Regions from separate parts of the Sus scrofa genome. Here region 2 is linked to region 1. A link is a contact called in public promoter capture Hi-C data. All regions are on one chromosome and are shown on one strand. Each heading gives the region's core, a stretch centred on a gene start, on an enhancer-like site or on the middle of the called end of the contact. The rest is flanking DNA. Distances are from core to core; before and after follow the strand shown.

Region 1 (5,135 bases), core at 2,294-4,793:
AGGGGCCCAAGAAATGGCAAAAAGACAAAAAGACCAAAAAAAAAAAAAAAAAAAAAAGACAAAAAAAAAAGAAAACACTCTCTCTCCTGATGTGAGGCAAGGAAAAGGCTGGAAACTCCAGCCCCAACACTAGAAAGCCAGTTCAATTATTCAAGCAAAAGCAGTCCATATTTTAGGACAAAGATAGGTTTGTGACTTTCCAGAATAGTTGATTTCTAGTTATGAGAACTCTGACCTGGTAGCTTTTATGCATGCCATACAGGTCCTGACAGCAGAAAGAGAAGATTCCCTGTTTCTCTGGCGTCTCCAGCTCAGCTGACCCTGACCCTGAGTGGATTTGGAAGTCACTGTTTGTCGTGGGTGTATTCCCATCCCTCTCAAACTCACCCACCCTCTTTTTGGATTTCCACTCTTGCTCTCGGCCAGCAAGATTCCCAATTTACCGATTGATATTTAATAGACTCCTTTTCCTGAATCAAACCTGGGTTTTCAAGAGGACTGCAAGTCATGATTGCAGTTAATGGAAAGGCATGAAGCTTTCATGATGATGTTATGAACTGGAATGGAACCCTCCCCCCCTTGTATTAATCATTCAGCCTGCTTATCCTTCTTACAAGACCGTTTGAGTTCACTGCCAGGGCCATCAGCCAACCAGAACAACTGCAACCCAGTTCTGCCGGCCCGCCTGCTAACCAGAAATTAAGGGCCTAAACTCTGAGTCAGACTGCTAGGTTCAAATCCCAGTTCTTCTGCTCCTTCATTGTGTGACCTTTGGCAAGTTATAAAACCTCTCCGAACCTTTATCTGTAAAGTGGAGCTATGTTTCCACCTCATCTAATGTTGTGTTTGGTGAAATTATCCATGTAAAGCACTCACATAGCTTAGGACCTGGCCCACAGCTGGTGTCCAGAAAATCTAGCCATTATTATTCCATGATTGTATTGGAATATCTTATTTTCCTTATAGAGGCCCAGATACTTGTCTTTATTATTATTTTTTTTTGCTATTTCTTTGGCCCGCAGCTGCGCATATGGAGGTTCCCAGGCTAGGGGTCGAATTGGAGCTGTAGCTGCCAGCCTACGCCAGAACCACAGCAACGCAGGATCCGAGCCGCATCTGCAACCTACACCACAGCTCATGGCAATGCCGGATCCTTAACCCACTGAGCAAGGTCAGGGATTGAACCCGCAACCTCATGGTTCCTAGTTGGATTCGTTAACCACTGCCCCACGACGGGAACTCCGAGGCCCAGATACTTGAAGTACAGCTATTTATTTTGTAGACAGTATGTATTATCTGGTAGCAGAGAGAGAAGTCGATAGACTTTCATTTGCTGAGTGACCATGCTGAACCCACTTATTCTCTAAGGGTATATTTTGCATCTATAAAATGAAGAGGAGGGTTGGGAAGGCAGGGATTTTCCAGGGTTGCAAACTCAGTAGTCCATAAATTTTTCACATAGGTAAAAATCACTGGTGATTTAGGCTGAGTATAAGACAATAGAGGACTTCCCACTGTGGCTCAATGGGTTAAGAACCTGACATAGTATCCATGAGGATACGAGTTCCATCCCTGACCTTGCTCAGTGGGTTAGAGATCCAGAGTTGCCACAATCTGTGGTGTAGGTAGCACATGCAACTCAGATCCTGCGTTGTTGTGGCTGTGATATAGGCCGGCAGCTGCACCCCTGATTTGACCCCTAGCCTAGAAATTTCTATATGTGGTAGGTTTGGCCTTTAAAAAAAAAAAAAAAAAAAAGAAAAGAAAAAGAAAGAGAGTAAAGAGTAGTGGAGATTATGGTTAACTGCTGAGCTTTGTTAAAGTGTGGTCCATGGACCAGCAAGATTGACTGAAGCTTGGAGTTCGTTAGAAATGGCTGACTCTCAGGATCCACCTTGGACCAAATGAAACAGAAGCTGCATTTTAAGATCCCTTAGGTGATCTGTATGCACAAGAAAGTTTGAGAAGGCCTTTGTGGAGCACTAGCCATCTAAAGGTATTCAATTTTAGCCCACTGGTTGGTGAGCTCTGAGATACTGCCAGCTCTAGGATTCTGTCTGAGAGAATCTTTCACTGTAAGTTAGGGCTCTGGGCAGGTGCACATGTAAGCCAAGGCCAAGGCTGGGATGCTTCGAATAATTTCTTAGAGTGGAAGATGCCTGAGGTGTCATCTGCTCTGCTCCCTGCCTTCTGACAAGCCAACTGTTATTGCCCCCACTTTGCAGACAAGACTTGTGAGGCCCAGGGAGACCCACTGACCCATATGCAGATACAAGGAAGTGGTGGTGGTGGGTACACTCTACCACGAAACAAGACAATCCTGCGCTGTTAAATCAGTGACCGTCCACGTTTCCAAGGCCTGGAGAGTCTATTCATTTCTTTGTTTTCTCCAGTGCACAATAATTGTTCTCCCTTTCTCTCTCTGGGCGCCTCCCTCCCACTTCCAGGCAACCCTGGGGTTGGAAGGCTTTCTCCTTTAGGACACAGAAGGCCCGGGGCCCGACTTCTGAACGGATATCCGGCCTTCAGGATGCAGATGAGGCAAAGGCCTCATTGTTCCTTAGGGCCAGCCCTCCCCTCAACTAGACTGGAGGATAACTCATCGCAGACCCCAGGTGTCCCAAGTCCCATTTCCCAGGAGCGGGGGCCTTGAGACGAAGCAAGGGACGCTGAGCGCAGATCTGGGGTCTGATGTCCTGAACATACAGTGGAAAAGCGCTAAGAGCCCCAAGATAAATAGGCAAAGAATTTGAAAACTAATTCCCAATACCGGCCGGGTGCTGTTTCTTATTAACGTTCCTGACTCCAGCGATTCCATCTGTGTTTTTATTGATGGGAATGAGTTTGCATGTAATGACGAGCGGTCATTTGCGGGCCTCGGGTGCTGGAAGGCAGGTTATTAACAGGACCAGCCGCTTACCACGCCGGAATGCACGCCCCCCGCCCCGCCGAGAGTTGCAGCCCGGCAGCGCGGGAGGTTCCAGGCGCAGAGGGCCAGGAGGTGGTGCCGCGGTCCGCGTGGACTCGCCGCTGCACATCCACCCCGAGGCCGCCAGGGGGCGCTCGGGCTGCGCGGTTGCCGGTGCCGAGTCGCCGCCGACTCATAGACCCCTTCGCGCCCTCGGAGGAAACAAAGTACACCTTTGTCAGCAACCGAGCGCGTGTGCGTCTGAGACGGCGCACAGTGGCCGGTCGCCGCGTCCAGGGCCCGCGGGCGCGCCTGGCCACCGCCTCTGGGCTGCAGCCCCCGCGTGGGCCCGGCGTGACCGGGAGGAAGGGGGGTGCAGCGCGCGCTTGGGCTGGCTTGACCTCCCTCCAACCCCGGGCACGCTCCGAGGGGCGCCCAGGACCCGCACCGGCTCCTGCCCGGCCGCAGCACTTCGCCCGCCGCCGCCGCCGTGGTCCGTGCTCTTCGCTTTCTGGGTTCTCGGGAGGGCCGGAAGCGGGCGAGCCGGAGCCCCGGGCGTGGACGTGCGAATCCGGGGCTCCGGCTCGGCCGGACTGCCTTTGCTTCTCCCGCTACCCTCCGCAGCCGCGGACCACCCCTTATCCGCGCCCGCCTTCGGAGTACAAGTCTCAGGGCGGCTCGTGGACTCTGGTACTACAAGTCCCAGCAGGCCCCGCGCCGCGAGCGCCGAGGCGGGAGGCGCGGCCCATCCTGGCGCCTGCGCTGTGCAGCCGCCCGAGCCAGTTAGTACCACACCCCCGGGAGGGACAGAGGGGAGGCAGAAGCATCCGAGGCATTAAAGCATCCGAGGGAGCCCGAGGGGAGGAGAATGGAGTGACAGAGAAACGCGGAGGGTGGGGGGTGGGGGGAGACAGTTGAGGGAGGGGGGAGGGGGGACACAGAGGGAGGAAGAAGCGGCGGCGGCGGCTCCTCTTTGCAGAGGGGGAAAACTCCGAGGGATAAGAGCCGGAATAATGCGGTAGGCAAGGCGGGCTGCTTGCTCCCGGCTCCGGCAGCAGCGGCAGCAGCCCGAGCAGCGGCAGTAGCAGCGGCAGCACCCTTAGGAGCTGACAGCCCCGCCGGCCGGCTTCCTCGCTGACCGCCGACTGTCAATGGAGCTGGAAAACATCGTGGCCAACACGGTCTTGCTGAAAGCCAGGGAAGGTAAGAGGCAGGGCTGGTGCCTGGCGCATTCGCCGCGGGCCGGGGTGCGGGTGTCGGGCGGCTTGTGGGCTGGGGCTGTGAGTATGCAGGATGCCCGCAGTGAGTTGGTCGCAAGCAGGACACCTCAGAGAGCTGCTCTGCAAACACTTCAGGGTTCCTGCCCTAGTGCTCAGGGAATCTGGACTTGGGCAGAGAAGGAGAAACGTTGAGGTTGCAGGGATTAGGATGCTAAAATATCCCCTAGTTTCCAGCTCTAACCTTAGCAGATCGTGCCATCTCGGCAGCTGTTGAAAGGTCAGTTGGAAAAGCATTCATTCAGGAAGAGATGGGCAAACATGCAAGTGAAATAGCTTTTTCGAGTCGGCCCAGGATGGTTGTGCGAGTGAATTGGTGTGCGCTGGGGGTGGGGGTGGAATTAGCAGAAGCCAAGTCTTTGCTTGCGCAGGCAGAGTTGATATAGGCTATTGCTGGAAACCATCCGCTGGGAATGTTTCTTAGGGAAATCCCGTCGTGTGGAAAGAAGCCTTTTAATGGCAAAGTAAGATGTTGAGGAATTCGTTTGTTCATACAGTGACAAGAGAGAGTGACTGTACAGATCACCTAGAAAATAATGAAGGATTTCAGGGGTAGGTTTTTTTTCCCCCTTTGGGGAGGGGGAGAGATAAGTGAATTTTTTTTTTTTTTTTTTGGCTCAGTTAAGAAGAGAAAGGTAAGTGTGCTGATGCTTGATGCGTTTCGGATGCAAATCATTAGATTTTCTGCACTTGGCTGGTAGGGAATATCTTCATGGAGTGGGTAAGATTCCAAGTCAAGAATATAAACACTTTTTGACTCTTCCTTGAGATGGGAAAAAGAGAAAAGAAAAAGAGAAAGTGGCGCAGAAACTTAGATGCTTCCGAAGTGATTGCATGAGGTAAACATACATATTTAGGAGCACCTGGAATTTATGTAACATCTCTTTTACCAAGATTTGAGCTCTGGGTGCAGCCTTTTTATGAAGGGGGAAGTGGTTTTCCCTTTCATG
Region 2 (5,100 bases), core at 709-3,208, 150 kb after region 1:
ATGGCCTCAGTTAGCTGCAAAGTCTATTGGGAAATGTAGTCTTTCTTGTAGGTGGCCATGTGCACAGCTAAAAGTGGGAGATCTACTACAACAGAAAACATGATGTATAGACACTGAGGGACTGGGATGAGTCCGGGGGTGGGGGGGAGTGTACGGAGTTCATGCCCCTTGCCTGTCTTCCGCCTCTCATCCCCGAAGAGTTCTAGGTCAGCTCCGAGGAAAAGAGCTGGGCCTTAAGCTCCTTGGTTGCTTACACTGGTGGGTGTTTCTGCTGACTGCTTGATCCTCTGGGCAAGCACAGTGCAGGTTACCAAGCAGACGCTTAGTAAAATCAGTCTTAAAGGGAGGGCAATAGAGAGGGACGTGGCCCATCAGATCCAGTGCCAGCTAAATATGATGAGCAGGTCTGGGTACGAATTGAGAGGGGGCTAGAAACAGCAGTGATTTAACTGCTGGGAGGATTCCTTTGCAGGATGGAGCTCTGGCTGCTTCGTTCGGGCCCAGAGGTTCAGGCTCCCCCGGTTTAACCCCGACTTTGAAGACATCTAGGAACTGTGCTTACAGAATGGAAACTTGATTCCGTGCCCCCTTTGGGAGGAACTGACCGCTCTGAGCCATTTCTCTCCTAGGAGCGGTCTCTTGGGCCGTGTCCGTTCCCAGTGCTCTTCCAGCTCCACGTGGGTCTGGGTTTGTCATCTGCTGGCCCCTGCTCTGCAAGGAAGGGTCTCGGCCTCCCTCCCGCTGTGCTCCAGCCGCCTCCTCTGACCGCCCTGGCCCATCTAGAACAACATGCAGTTAAACCTGACCTTTCAGAACCCAGTCCCCGTTAAGAAGTCCTCGGAGGGCTTTTGGAGGCAACAGACTAAATCTGAGATGCTGAGAGTTCACCTGTCCCTGCTATTAGTTACATTTTCTGAGCAAAGCGTCTCTCCATGCAGGTGCTCCGAAGGAAAATTACGTCAGCATCCGAGGTTCCAGGGTGGAATTTTTCCATCATCCGAACATTGTTCTTGGCAAGGAATAATTGAAAACAAACAGCCGTTATGGCTTTACGTTCTCCGACCGGTTAGAAACCGAGGTGTCACCACAATGGTATTCTTTGATCATCCCAATCTTTTTTTGGTCCTTTTCCCAGCTAGCTCTCCTGTGCCGAGTAACTGAGGCTACCTGCTCGGCTCTGCATCCGTTAAATATCTGTCGCGATGTCTATTTGCAGCCCGGCAGTCAGAGGAAGAGAAATGTTCTCGGGGAGCAGCGCTCCGGGCTGAGACAGAGCTTACGAGGTCTAGACAGTTATGAGATACGTGAGACTCAAAAAAAGAAAGAAAGGGGGGGGAGAAAACATGTGTTTTGGGTTCTGGGCGCTTCTCTTCTCTATTTGTATAGCTGAGAAAGCTTTAGTTTAAAAGAAGTGGTATTTGGCAAGAAGCAGTACTGCCTGCTGACAAATTGATTGTACTCTTTACTTAGATAAAAATGAAAATGCATGAGGCATTTTGCTTTTCTTCCCCCCTTGATGATTAAAAGCCTCTACTTGGCTCCACGCAGAGACGGCCCTTGAAGATTTATATGAGACACCTGTGTGGCATTGATCACTGGCCTTCAGGCTGACAAGCAGCCACGGTGCACAGTGTTCAAAATGCCAGGTCCTGGGAGGGAGTTCAGAAAGGCTTCCCCGGGAGTTTCTGTGCCAGATCTGGGTGGGACCCTAGGGTGAGGGTCTCTGAATTTAATGAAGGGCTTCCCCTCCCTGTTCACCCTGAGCCCAGGCCTCAGAGCAGCTGAGCAGCTAAGCAAGCTCTGCAGTGATGAGTAAGACCAGACCCTACCCCTTCCTGGGCGATGAGGGCGTCACACTGGCTTTTCTTCAGGTTTTCTGCAGGGTCCGTGTCCCTGCTCCCTCCAGCGCGCCCTCCTGTGCTCTGCCGTGATTGCATCATAACGAACAGACCAGGACGCCAGGGTTGGGAAAGAGGCCCCCCATGTGGCAGATCCAGTCATTAGCTTGACTCAGCACAGGGAGAAATTAGAATGTAGCCAAGAGCCTGCAGATGGACAAGCTAGGCAGTTCATTCATTCATTCACTCGTCAAACATTACTGTGTGCTGGCTCTGTGCTGTGCTCCGTGTGGGGTGCTGGGGTGTGCAGGGAACAAGGCGGCCTGGGCCCTGCCCTTTCCAGATTGGGTCCAGCCCTGTTTGGATGCCTGTCCTGTTGGCTTAAGGGCTTGCCTCGATGTAGGTCCGAGCACAGGAATGTGTTGTGCAGTGCAATTCCAACAGCCCGTTCAAGGCCAAGCATTTACTTCTGGACACCCAGGACTCGAAGATGTCTACCTTCAAGGGGCAAGGGATTTGTTTTGACGAAGGACGTGTCAGCAGGATCCTAGTGAATAATGTTTGTCATGGATGCTCCTGCTTTAATCAATTGTGTATTTATTGGTGACCTCATAGGTGTCCAGACTGTCCCAGGTTCTGCCAAGGATGCAGAGCATTTACAGCTCACCTGGGGACGGGGTTGGTGGCCGTGAGAAGGCCCAGTCTGAGGATAGCAGCCGAGGGAATGAGACAGCACATAAGTTGCTGGATCACAGGTGTGCTGCAAGGTGCCGAGCTGGAGGGGTCTTGGGGGAGGACCGTTCCACGTGGTTTTCCTGGGCTGGCCCAGCCAGGGGAGTGTCCAGCTCAGAGCCAGCCCCTGAGTGGCCATGATGTTCCCAGGGCTTAGTCTTTGGGGGCTGGACCTCTGGACTCAGTACATACAGAGCAGCCCTGGGCTCATGGGAAGGGAATAACCAGTAGGCCACAGGCACGTCTGGTTACCAGGGTGTCCCTCTCCCCTGTGGGCCCCCAGAACCTGCCAAAGGTGAGATGCCATCCACCTCTCAGTTTTCCAGTTCCTTGCCTGCTGCTGCTGGGGATCCCTAGAAGCTAAAAAGATGCAGAAGGGTTGTTTTGTTTTCAGGAAAAGCTGAGTTCAAATCCCATCCTCTCCTCTTGTTAGCCCTGGGACCTGCTGCTCATCCCTTCTCACTGCCTCATTTCTTGGCATCTGAAAAATGGACTGATTATAGCACCTGTCCCATAGGGCTGTTAGGAGGATCACGAGAGCCAGGCTCGTGAAGTGCATTGCCTGGTGTCTGGTATACAGCAGGCGCCCCATTCATGGTCGCTGCTCTCATTCAGTTATTATCCTGACACATCTGGTAGTGAAGTGGGAAGGTCACTGTCTGACCCCAAAGTCATTTCTTTCTAAAAACTAGCTTTGCCAAACCCTATGACAACTCATGTCTAAAATCTGGACCTCCTCCTGGCCTGTAACTTAAGTAAACCAAGTCTGAATTGAGATTCCACACTTCGCTGTTGGTTTCTGCTGAAGCAACACGCCCCTCCACATTTCTTACCTGGAACGTGGCATAGGGTGAGCTGGGCGCCTGTGAACATGTTCGTGTCTGGGGCTGAGCTAAGCTAAGGGGGCTTGAAGGAAGGTGTTGACATGGCTTCACATTTAATTACCGAAGACCTGAACCAGGTTCCCGTGCGCCAAGCCCTCTACACACTGTTCCTTGGAGAGAGAGGCAGAGTTCGGGTGTGTCACCTGGCTGGTCCTGTAGGAGCTGTGATGAGGCAGCTGGGGAACCGGACAGTTTTTTGAGAGAGGACTCTAGAAGCCCAGAAAAACTGCCACCAAACACTTGCCCTCCCTATGCCAAGAATAAGGACTGAGGGGCGGGCATTGCAGAAAGACAGGTTTGGTCTCGAAATAAGACTGACTTTGAACATGGTGTTGGTAAAGAGAGTAGGTGAAATGCCTCCTGTTCTTGGAAACTCACAGGCTAAGGTTGGCTAAGCCCCTCATGAGGCTCATGTTGAGAAGACTGGGGTGCTAGGGGTCTTTGGACCCCAACGCATCAGGATCTTGAAGTCAGTTGCCTCCAGCTTCCCAGGCGTTCACTTCTCAAGCTGCTTTCAGCCAGCACAGCTGTGAGCCTTGCTAGGCCCTGGCCCCTGGCCCAGGCAGAAGCAGGGCCGCCTCTGCATGAAGATGCTGTTTGCCTTGGCCTCTACTTGCCCAGCCATTTCCTGGCCCTGCCCTCCTGTGGCTTTTGCTTCATTAGCTCATAGGTCCAGGTGAAGCCAGTCCCCAGGGCCCTGGATGGCATGGTGGGCACAGCCCTGAGGCTCCAGAGCCCACACACCTCCCTGCTCTCCTGCCAGTCAGGCTATAGCAGCCCACAGTAAGGGCTCGTCAGGCATTGTCATCCAAGGTTAAACCAGAAAAGGGAAAAGACTGAGGCACAGAGAGGGGGAGTCACGTGGCCCCAGGGCCCTGCCGCGAACTGGCAGGGCCCTGGCAGAGCACCCTTTTCCAGCCTTGGGGGAAGTGTGGCCTTTAAGCTCTCGCTTGCTCTGGCTGCAGTGCAGTGCAGGAGGGGCCAGGTGGGCTTAAAGACCTCGGTGGTCATGAACTTGAGGCTCTGATGCTGGAGAGAGGCCGGGCCCTCTGAGGTCTTCATGTCCACCAGGCACCTGCTATGGACCCACCAAGCTGGGAGGCGGGGACATTTACACTCCTAGATCATCAGCCTCATTTTGTAAAAGGGGAAACCAAGGTCCAGGGAGCAGAATGATGGGGCTGAGGTCAGACAGGTCAGAGGAGGAGCCGGAGGCACAGCTCAGTCCCCTGGCCCCATCTCTGTGGCCCTGGCTAAACTTTCCGGAAGGCAGTGAGTCAGGTGGGGACCTGCATTCAGGCCCGCCTCGCTTTGGGGGGCTCTGACCCCACACAGCTACAGCAGACACTCAGGCCCAGCCTCACCTTGGCCAGGGCACCCAGAGCCCCACAGGCCTCCCAGGTTCTTGTGTTAACCTTGGATGGAAGCCTTGCTGGGAGCAACTCTTCTTCATCTAGTTACTAAAGGGAGAAGAGACCTTCCTTTCTGGTATTTTGATAAAACGAGGTAAAATAAAAGAAAATGAAACAAGAGAATTCCCGTCCTGGTGCAGTGGAAACGAATCTGATTAGGTTTCGGGTTCGATCCCTGGCCTCGCTCAGTGGGTTAAGTATCTGGCGTTGCCATGAGCAGTGGTGTAGGTCGCA

Evidence for each region. Promoter capture Hi-C pulls out the DNA fragments that hold promoters and counts their contacts.
Region 2: a promoter capture Hi-C map of skeletal muscle shows a contact between it and region 1, with 16 times the contacts expected there. The contact joins the enhancer-like site here to the promoter of GRK5 in region 1. A contact is called at or near these places in 2 of 5 promoter capture datasets (fetal skeletal muscle and skeletal muscle), 8 of 47 Hi-C or Micro-C datasets (embryonic fibroblasts, fibroblasts, heart right ventricle and 4 more) and 2 of 2 datasets of contacts at active chromatin or transcription factors (alveolar macrophages and skeletal muscle).

What each region holds. Positions count from the first base shown.
Region 1 is chr14:129,110,390-129,115,524 of Sscrofa11.1, forward strand. GRK5 (G protein-coupled receptor kinase 5) reads left to right here and starts at 3,544. Exons shown (of 16, transcript XM_001928584.6): 1 at 3,544-4,111. The coding sequence starts at 4,060.
Region 2 is chr14:129,263,698-129,268,797 of Sscrofa11.1, forward strand. All of the region lies in intron 2 of GRK5 (G protein-coupled receptor kinase 5), which reads left to right. Among named protein-coding and RNA genes, the nearest start is that of GRK5, 150 kb to the left of the region's middle. Within about 2 kb of position 1,959, at least 9 of the 83 cell types and tissues checked have an H3K27ac peak or open chromatin away from gene starts, as enhancers often do. A contact at or near this core is called in omental adipose tissue and skeletal muscle, where this site is marked.